Regions from separate parts of the Sus scrofa genome. Here regions 2 and 3 are each linked to region 1. The links are chromatin contacts, called in public Hi-C maps. All regions are on one chromosome and are shown on one strand. Each heading gives the region's core, a stretch centred on a gene start, on an enhancer-like site or on the middle of the called end of the contact. The rest is flanking DNA. Distances are from core to core; before and after follow the strand shown.

Evidence for each region. Hi-C and Micro-C count contacts between places; a contact is called where the count stands out from the background.
Region 2: a contact with region 1 is called in a Hi-C map of liver, with 4 times the contacts expected there. The contact joins the promoter of DNAJC17 here to the promoter of VPS18 in region 1. A contact is called at or near these places in 1 of 5 promoter capture datasets (liver), 4 of 47 Hi-C or Micro-C datasets (heart right ventricle, liver and skeletal muscle) and 1 of 2 datasets of contacts at active chromatin or transcription factors (alveolar macrophages).
Region 3: a Hi-C map of omental adipose tissue shows a contact between it and region 1, with 2.4 times the contacts expected there. The contact joins the enhancer-like site here to the promoter of VPS18 in region 1. A contact is called at or near these places in 1 of 5 promoter capture datasets (skeletal muscle), 17 of 47 Hi-C or Micro-C datasets (brain, embryonic fibroblasts, fetal heart ventricle and 9 more) and 2 of 2 datasets of contacts at active chromatin or transcription factors (alveolar macrophages and skeletal muscle).

The regions. Positions count from the first base shown.
Region 1 is chr1:130,419,154-130,421,853 of Sscrofa11.1, forward strand. VPS18 (vacuolar protein sorting-associated protein 18 homolog) reads right to left here and starts at 1,314. Exons shown (of 6, transcript XM_001929361.4): 1 at 1,237-1,314; 2 at 1-1,109. LOC106509024 (a long non-coding RNA gene) reads left to right here and starts at 35. Exons shown (of 2, transcript XR_001306223.2): 1 at 35-155.
Region 2 is chr1:130,515,470-130,518,175 of Sscrofa11.1, forward strand. It overlaps DNAJC17 (dnaJ homolog subfamily C member 17), which reads left to right and starts at 1,256. Exons shown (of 11, transcript XM_001929383.4): 1 at 1,256-1,446. The coding sequence starts at 1,369. It overlaps ZFYVE19 (abscission/NoCut checkpoint regulator), which reads right to left and starts at 2,474. Exons shown (of 12, transcript XM_001929402.5): 1 at 1,394-2,474; 2 at 942-1,018. The coding sequence starts at 995.
Region 3 is chr1:130,303,643-130,306,342 of Sscrofa11.1, forward strand. It overlaps INO80 (DNA helicase INO80), which reads left to right. Exons shown (of 36, transcript XM_003121588.5): 27 at 2,544-2,671. Among named protein-coding and RNA genes, the nearest start is that of CHAC1, 58 kb to the right of the region's middle. Within about 2 kb of position 1,314, at least 16 of the 83 cell types and tissues checked have an H3K27ac peak or open chromatin away from gene starts, as enhancers often do. A contact at or near this core is called in fetal skeletal muscle, liver and omental adipose tissue, where this site is marked.

The DNA of each region.
Region 1 (2,700 bases), core at 64-2,563:
CCCACATCCAGGGACCCACCGGCTTCCAGAAAGTGGCAGAGCTGGTGGTCCGGCTCGCAGGAAGCCATGTGCTACCTAACCTGCTCCGTAGTGGCTCCTTGGTGTCAGAGGAGACAAGAGGAGCAACAGAGAAGACGAAGAAGCACTGCTAAGAGGTAGTGGGCCGCTTCCATTCACTCATTTAACAAAAAGGTGTTGAGCCCTTACTCTATGCCTGGCCTTGGGCTAGGTGCTGGGGTTACTTAGGTAAGTACAACACCGTCCTTGAAGGTCATAATCCAGCGGGGGCGATGGGTCAGTAAATAGATAATTAATACCAGAAAAGCGATTGATGATTTGTTCGAAGCTCAGTCGTTCTCACGTGAGCAGACACACACTCTGTCAGACACTGTTCCAGGCTGGGGCGGCACCATAGAGAACAGAACAGATAAAAAATGCCCTTCGCTCCTGACGTGTAGCCAGGTACGTGGTCACAGTGCTATGGCAGCACGAAGGAGCAGGGAACAAATACCTGAAAAGCAGGCAGGAATGAGGGACAAGTGACTTTGGAGGTAGGTGAGGAGTCCAGAGCAGCAGAACAGCGAAGGTTCGGATGCTACTGCCACTGGGTTTCTCTCTTCCATTTGCCTAGGCGACCCATACTGCAGTCTTTTCTCTCCTGGGGCTCATTGACTTTGCTACCTTGCTAAAGTGGAAGGCTCTTGACCAGCGTCACCCTTTCCTGGTTTTAATCGGTAGTCCCCAGTTATGACTAAGAGCGCCCCCTTTACCCTCAAAAGAGCCCAGGTGCGCACCATGCATTGTGTGGAGAGTCCACACTTGCTGAATTTCCCTGACAGGCCTAGAGAGTGAACCCTCACCAGCCCTTGCCGAAGGCTCTCTGGGCCTGGACTGCCCCTCCCACCGCCCGTCTGATTTGCGGTAAAACATAACTTCCCTCTGGCCGGGTCTTGCTTCTCCCGCCGTCTATGCCGCCAGGGGCGCTGCGCTCAGGTTAGGTCCCTGGAGGGAAGGTGCCGAGCTGGGAGGTAGGCAGGTCTCTGGCCTGGGAAAAGTAATCCCAGCCAGGGAACTGCCCTGCCCTTACTTAAAACTCCATCTCAGATCACCTGCATTAGGGAAACACAAATAGGTCCAGACAAAGGTCAAATAACCAGAAAAGGTACATTTACAGTGTGCTGACGATGTGCCAAGCACCATGCTAAGTTTCTAATATTTAATGTTATTTCAGCTTACCCTCGCACTAATGCTAAGAAGTAGGCACTGCTCCTTTCCCCACATTACAAAAGCAGAAACTGAAATTCGACCTGGTGGAGCAATTTGTCCAAGGTCACGTGGCCAGGAAGTGGAGGAAGCCAGGAGGCAATATTCAAATCCAAACAAACGCTGAAGAGTGGATAGTGAAACACACTGTTCACGCCCCCAGTGCAAGCAAGAGAAGAGGGCTACAGCTGCATCCTTAGGTCAGGTCTGGACGCTGCAGAGCAAGTATCCTCCCTGCGTGGAGCTGTTTAGCACAGAAGGGGTGTCTCAGGAACTCAGAATCTTTCCAGTCACCTCCTCACTGTCCCCAGAGCCTCCCTCCTGGTTCCACTGCTCTCTGGGATATATGGGATGGGGCCTAAGTGGGCTTGCCTGCTGCAGATTCAGTTCATACTCCCTGTTGGTTGATTACAGCAGTTTTCCCCCATATCCTCCTTCTTCAATGTTAGGCCAGTCTTTGAAGTAAGAGTCAGAGGCCAGCCTTTTTTTTTTTTTTTTTAATCTTTTTAGGGCCACATTCACGGCATATAGAGGTTCTCAGGCTAGGGGTCAAGTCGGAGCTGTAGCTGCCAGCCTATGCCTCAACCACAACCAAAGCAACACCAGATCTGAGCCGCATCTGCGATCTACACCACAGTTCACAGCTATGCCTGACCCTTAACCTACTGAAGCCAGGGCTGAACCTGTGTCCTCATGGATACTAGTCAGATTTATTTCTGCTGAGCCATGATAGGAACTCCCAGAGACCAGCCTTTACTCCTGCCCAGCCACTCACTAGCTGTGACACTGTGTATATATATATATATATTTTTTTTTTTGGTCTTTTTGTCTTTGTTGTTGTTGTTGTTGTTGCTATTTCTTGGGCCGCTCCCGCAGCATATGGAGGTTCCCAGGCTAGGGGTCGAATCGGAGCTGTAGCCACCGGCCTACGCCAGAGCCACAGCAACTCGGGATCCGAGCTGCGTCTGCAACCTACACCACAGCTCACGGCAACGCCAGATCATTAACCCACTGAGCAAGGGCAGGGACCGAACCCGCAACCTCATGGTTCCTAGTCGGATTCGTTAACCACTGCGCCACAACAGGAACTCCGACACTGTGTATATTTGATGCTGTTAGCTTTGGTCTCCTCATCTAAAGAAATAGATATAATGATACTTATCTCTTAGGTCTGTGTTGAAGAGTAAATGAGGTGATCTAGGTGAAAGCTCATTGTAATAACATGTGCTCAGTAAACTCTAAATATGGTTTTAATCTGACAGTCACTCTCAAGTCCACCTCTTCCATGAAGACTCCCTGGACCACAACTTCTCTCTCAGAAATGCTGTGGCTTATCTTGTATTGATCACTTACTGGCACTTACATATGAAGTGTGGGCATTTTGCTTTGATATGACAGAAGCTGACTGTGAGGATAACTCAAACACTCCTGAGCACC
Region 2 (2,706 bases), core at 6-2,505, 96 kb after region 1:
ACTCTTCAGCAAAGGAGCAATAAAGTGCAGAGTCCATGCCTTCTCTGCTCTAGCAGAGATGGAGGGCGGCTTGACTAGGATGGGATGGTAACAAAAGCCTCCATTATTAAGCACCTATTGTGTGCCAGGCTCTAAGCTCAGTACTCAACGTTCATCACATAATTTAATTCTGACAATTTACACACACTATCTTACTTAATCCTGATGATCACCATTCTTATTCTATTGGGATAATAGGAAGGGATCAGCAAAGTTACATGACTTGTCCAAAGCAAGTTCACCCCATGAATGACAGCAGAGCTCAAATTTGAATTCTGATCACTTTGACTCCAAAACCCAGGTTTCTGAGGGCCACACGGATCTACTTCACCACCTGCTATTCATTCATCCTATCTGGTCGCAATGGAGGCAGAGAAAGCCTGCAGTTTACCAGAGGAACTTGACAGGTCAGTGCTGAGGACAAGTGAGATTCTGCCATGGTGCCCTGGGGGCAGAAGATAAGGTGGTAATCTAACTCAAGAAAGCAGGGAAGGCTGCTTGATGGTGAAGGTTTCAGAGCAGAGAAAAAAAACGGGCATGGTGTGATGGAGAGGTCAGTCACAGAGCATTAACTAAAGTCCAGGCTTCAGATGGGTAGGCTAGAGAGAAGGAAACAGCTGAACCCTACACTTGGTGGACAGAAAAACCTAGCTTTCCAAAAATGACAGGGGTTCGCTTCACAGTTTACAAAGAACTATCACCTCCTGGACCTCACTGGACCCTCGCATCAACCCCAACGGAGTGTTAACTTCATTCTACAGAAACGGAAACTGAAGCTGAGTGGCTTCATCAAAATCAGACAGGTGGAAATTTTCCGTAAAACCAAGAATGCAAGTCCTATGCATTTCCCTCCTCTCTGCGTCCTCCTTGGCCCTCTAGACCCCCGGGGAGAGAAGACTCGCCTCCTTTTTGAAGATGGTGAACTTGACAGCGCAGCCGTAGCACCTACTCTCCATCCTGGTTCCCGGCGTAACAGGGTCTGCAGAGTTGATTTCTTGTGAGTCAGGTCCAGAAGCCCTAGGACCTTCGCCCAGCCCCGCCCCTGCTTCCCCACGCCCACTTGCGCGCGAGAGCCAAGGCCTCGGAGCAAGGAATTACGACAGTCACCCCTGCGGGAGAGCAGTAGTGGCGTGCGCGGACGCTGCTGGGAGTCGTAGTTCTTTCACCCCTGCCAACTTCTCTCAGAGGCAGTCAAGCCTGGCTGGCCCAGATCACGACATTTCCCAGGGGGCTAAGCGCCATTCAGCTGGCTTGGGATCCAACTGTCCCCGGTCCCGACACGCTTAGACTCCTGGGAGTTGTAGTACTAATCCAGTCAGGATTGGAACCATGGCGGTGACCAAAGAGCTCTTACAGATGGATCTGTACGCGCTGCTAGGTATCGGGGAGAAGGCGGCGGACAAAGAGGTGAGAACTGGAGCGAGGAGGGCCGTTCCCGAGCGACCTGGCGACTCTTCCGGTCTTGGCCTCTCTCCCGAGGCTGGCACCACCAGCTTTCCAGGTTCGACCCGGCCCTGGGTGTTTGGCAACGAGGGGTCGGCCCGACGGCCTCAGAAGCGGGTTCCGAGACCTTTCCTAGTGGTCTGAGGACTTCATGAGGAAGAGAGAGCACAGGAAGGAGGTTCTTTGAGTGGAGTACGGTACTGACGTCTCCCCGTGGCCCTTGTCTAAAGGAGGCGGCATAGCCAGCCAGGCGGGCAATCTTTGCTTCCTCACTGCGCCTGCGCAATGTCAGCTTCTGATTCTGCTACACTGTGCAGACGTGAGTCATTCATTCTCTCCAGCAGGTTGATTTAACTTCGCTTAGAGCCTAGGAGAGGACAGGTCTTAAGGCTTCTCCATTCCCTCTTCATCCCCTCCTTGGCAGTGTGACCTATGACTCTGCCATCTCTGTTTTCTTTTACACCCCAGCCCATTGACTCTTCAAGTAGCAGTTGCTCAGGTGTTGTCCTCTCAGCATGTTCTAATGGGTCAAAAGCAGGATCAGAAGGGTAAGGCAAATGGCCTGGAATTCCACAGGAAGGTGTTGATAAATGCGCGAGAGGAGTTCCCACTGTGGCACAGTGGGTTGAGAATGCCACTGCAGCGGCTCAGGTCGCTGTGGAGGTACGGGTTTGCCTCCAGGCCAGGCACAATGGGATAAAGGATCTGGCGTTGCTGCAGCTGCCCTGGGAGGAACTTCCATATGCTGTGAGTGCAGCCATTAAAAATTAAAATAGGGGAGTTCCCGTGGTGCCTTAGCGGAAACGAATCTAACTAGCATCCATGAGGACGCAGGTTTGATCCCTGGCCTCGCTCAGTGGCTTAAGGATCTGGCGTTGCTGTGGGCTGTGGTATAGTTCACAGATGCAGCTTGGATCTGGCGTTGCTGAGGCTGTGGCATGGACCCCTAGCCTGGGAAATTCTATATGTCATGGGTGTGGCCCTAAAAAAAAAAAAAAGATTAAAAAAGGAAATTTCCATTGTGGCTCAGCAAGTTATGAACCCGAATAGTATCCATGAGAATGAGGGTTGATCCCTGCCTTCCCTCAGCGGATTATGGATCTGGCGTTGCCATGAGCTGTGGTGTAGGTAGCAGGTGCAGCTTAGATTCTGCATTGCTGTTGCTATGGTGTAGGCCAGCAGTTGCAGCTCTGATTCGACCTAGCCTAGGAACTTCCATATGCT
Region 3 (2,700 bases), core at 64-2,563, 120 kb before region 1:
GGTGCTCTTGTCCAGTGCAGCTTTGGTAGTGCTTAAAAATTGTGTATGGATGCCAGCCCGGAGGTACCAGTGTGTGCAGTGAAAGAAACCTCTTTTTTCTGCTTAAGTGTTTTAAGGCTGTTGCTGAAGTCACTATCTTCTTCACTTCCTTTAGGGACATCCAGAGATATCCAGTCCATCCACTTTCACCACCACACCTACACAATAATAAGCTAAAACAGTGTTAGTGCAACTTCTTGCTGCTTTTAGGCACATCAGAGTTCTCCTCTTCTAAGTGTGCATACATCTTGACTGCAGGGGGCACACCTGCGGCATATGGAGATTCCCAGGCTAGGTGTTGAATGGGAGCTACAGCTGCTGGCCTCCACCACGCCACAGCAACATGGGATATGAGCCGCGTCTGCAACCTGCACCACAGCTCACAGCAATGCCGGATCCTTAACCCACTGCGTGAGGCCAGGGATTGAACCTGCATCCTCATGGATACCAGTCAGGTTTGTTTCCACTGAGCTACAGTGGGAACTCCCAAATTGTACATACATCTTCATTTCTTGAGTTTTCCTGATCCTAGCATCAGTTTATTCTGCTTAGCAAAGAGAAGTAGATGTGGGAAGCAGGAATGTGTGAAAACCATTGAATCATGATTTTGAGGTGAATTGAAGCCTCTCAAAATTCAGGCACAAGACAGATTTGTATATGCTTAAATATTTGTATTGAGGGAGCAAATGGAGAGAGTAGATAAGCAGGCTACAGAAATCTGATGAGCTTAGCTTGCCCACTCTCACTCAGTGACTGAAAAATATGAGTCTTTTTTTTTCACCTTCCTGTGCTTTTCATGAAGAAAAAAAAACAACTTATTGTCTAATGCTGATTAGTACTTTTGTGGGGATGTTTAGGAGCTATCAGAATTGGAGGACCCCAGGGAACCCAATTAAAGGAGAAAGGTAATTGTGACAAGAAGAAACCCTTGAAGTTGTTATGAAAGCATTGCTGCCTGATCAGACTGGGAATTTATACAGGCCTCCTTGACTGGTGCCAGCAAAAGGGCTTAGCAATTGGTTCTGTCCCAGCTGCAGTCATTTGATTGTGTCGGTAGGAGACCAACAAAAAGGAGAGCATTTCAAATCTAAACAGGACCAAACAAAGAGGCTGAACAAAGGTGTGTGCCATAGCGTCAGGGGAGGGGGTGGCAGAGGGAGAAATGTGGCCTGGCAGCGTTCCGAAGGTGGGAAAAGGCAGGCTGCGGTGCAGAGGAGTAAACATCCAGGACCTGTGGCTTTGTAGCAAAAACAGAGTAGCTGATGATTTGTTGTGGTGCTGTCAGCACATCCGTTCTTGTTCGGTTTATACAATTAATTGTGTACTTGGCAGATAGTGACGAGAACAGAGAAATGGCCGTTAAACTCTTGGATTGCTCTCAACAGTCAGTTTCCATAGTCTGGAGGAAAAACTATGGGTTCAAACCCAGAAACTACGGGTAGATGGTATATTTTTCTTAATGGTTTCTTTTTTTACTTTTAGGGGTTAGTTGTCTGTGTAATATCTCTAGCCTTTCCGTCTCCCTCTTTGCGTCTGATATCAAATGTGCTCTTACATCTCCCAGCCCCTTAAGTTTCATCTCTTCCTCTTAATAGCAGCAATTGTTCAGGGCATGTTTATGGACCAATCTGCAAACAGGAAACTCTACTTCCTGAAATGTGATGGGAGTTGAATGATACTGAATGGATAAGATGAAAATTTGTGAGTTAAGTGTTCTTTAAAGATCTCTGGCTGAAATGCCTTTTTTTTTTTTTTTTTTTCCTTAATGGGAAGAGGAAGGAGAAAGCACAAGTTAGTGAGTGAAAGCAGCTTCCATTTCACAGAAACCCCAAGTCAGTCTTGCTGAAAAGCTAAGTAAGTTCTAGTGTCTTTATTAATGACTAATGACATTTACCAGTCAACCTATTTGAAATCATCTAAGAGAAGGAGTTTTGGTTTTGGGGGTTTTTTTGGTTTTTGTTTTTTGGGGATTTTTTTGTTGTTTTATTTGTTGTTGTTGTTGTTGTTTTGTTAAGTTCACTTCTTGGTGTTTAAGTGTCTCCAGAGACAGACAAGAAGGAGCCCTTATATCTTTGCATTCTCATGCCTTCCGGAGGTAACCATTTAGCCACAGAACTAGCAGAAATGGATATCTAGAGATAGGATGAAGAAAGAAAAAACACATTTCTCAGGTCACTTTCAGCACAGACATTACTCTCAGATGTCCACATGTATCTGCTATCTCTTGAATAAGAATGTGAATCAGGACAGCTTTCTGATGCCTTAGCAGCAGCTGTCTGACTGGAAACTGTCAGTTGGGAGGGAACCTACACATCCTTCTTTCAGGATTTTTCTTCCCAGAGCACTACTGGATATGATTTTGCATTCTTCCCTAGAGTACTTTCCTGCTCTCATGATGATAAGCATCCTGGTTGTAGTAGTTTTGGCTGCATACAGCTTTGCAGTGAGTGATTTTGCTGCTTCAATTAAATAGTTTCCCGCTTCCCCTCTTTTCTTCTCCCTAGGCAAGGAGAGCCTCATCACTGACAGTGGGAAGCTGTATGCCCTTGATGTCCTGCTGACTCGGCTCAAGTCTCAAGGACATAGGGTCCTTATCTACTCCCAGATGACCAGGATGATAGACCTGCTGGAGGTAGGAGAAGGAGCCTTGGGGACCTAGGA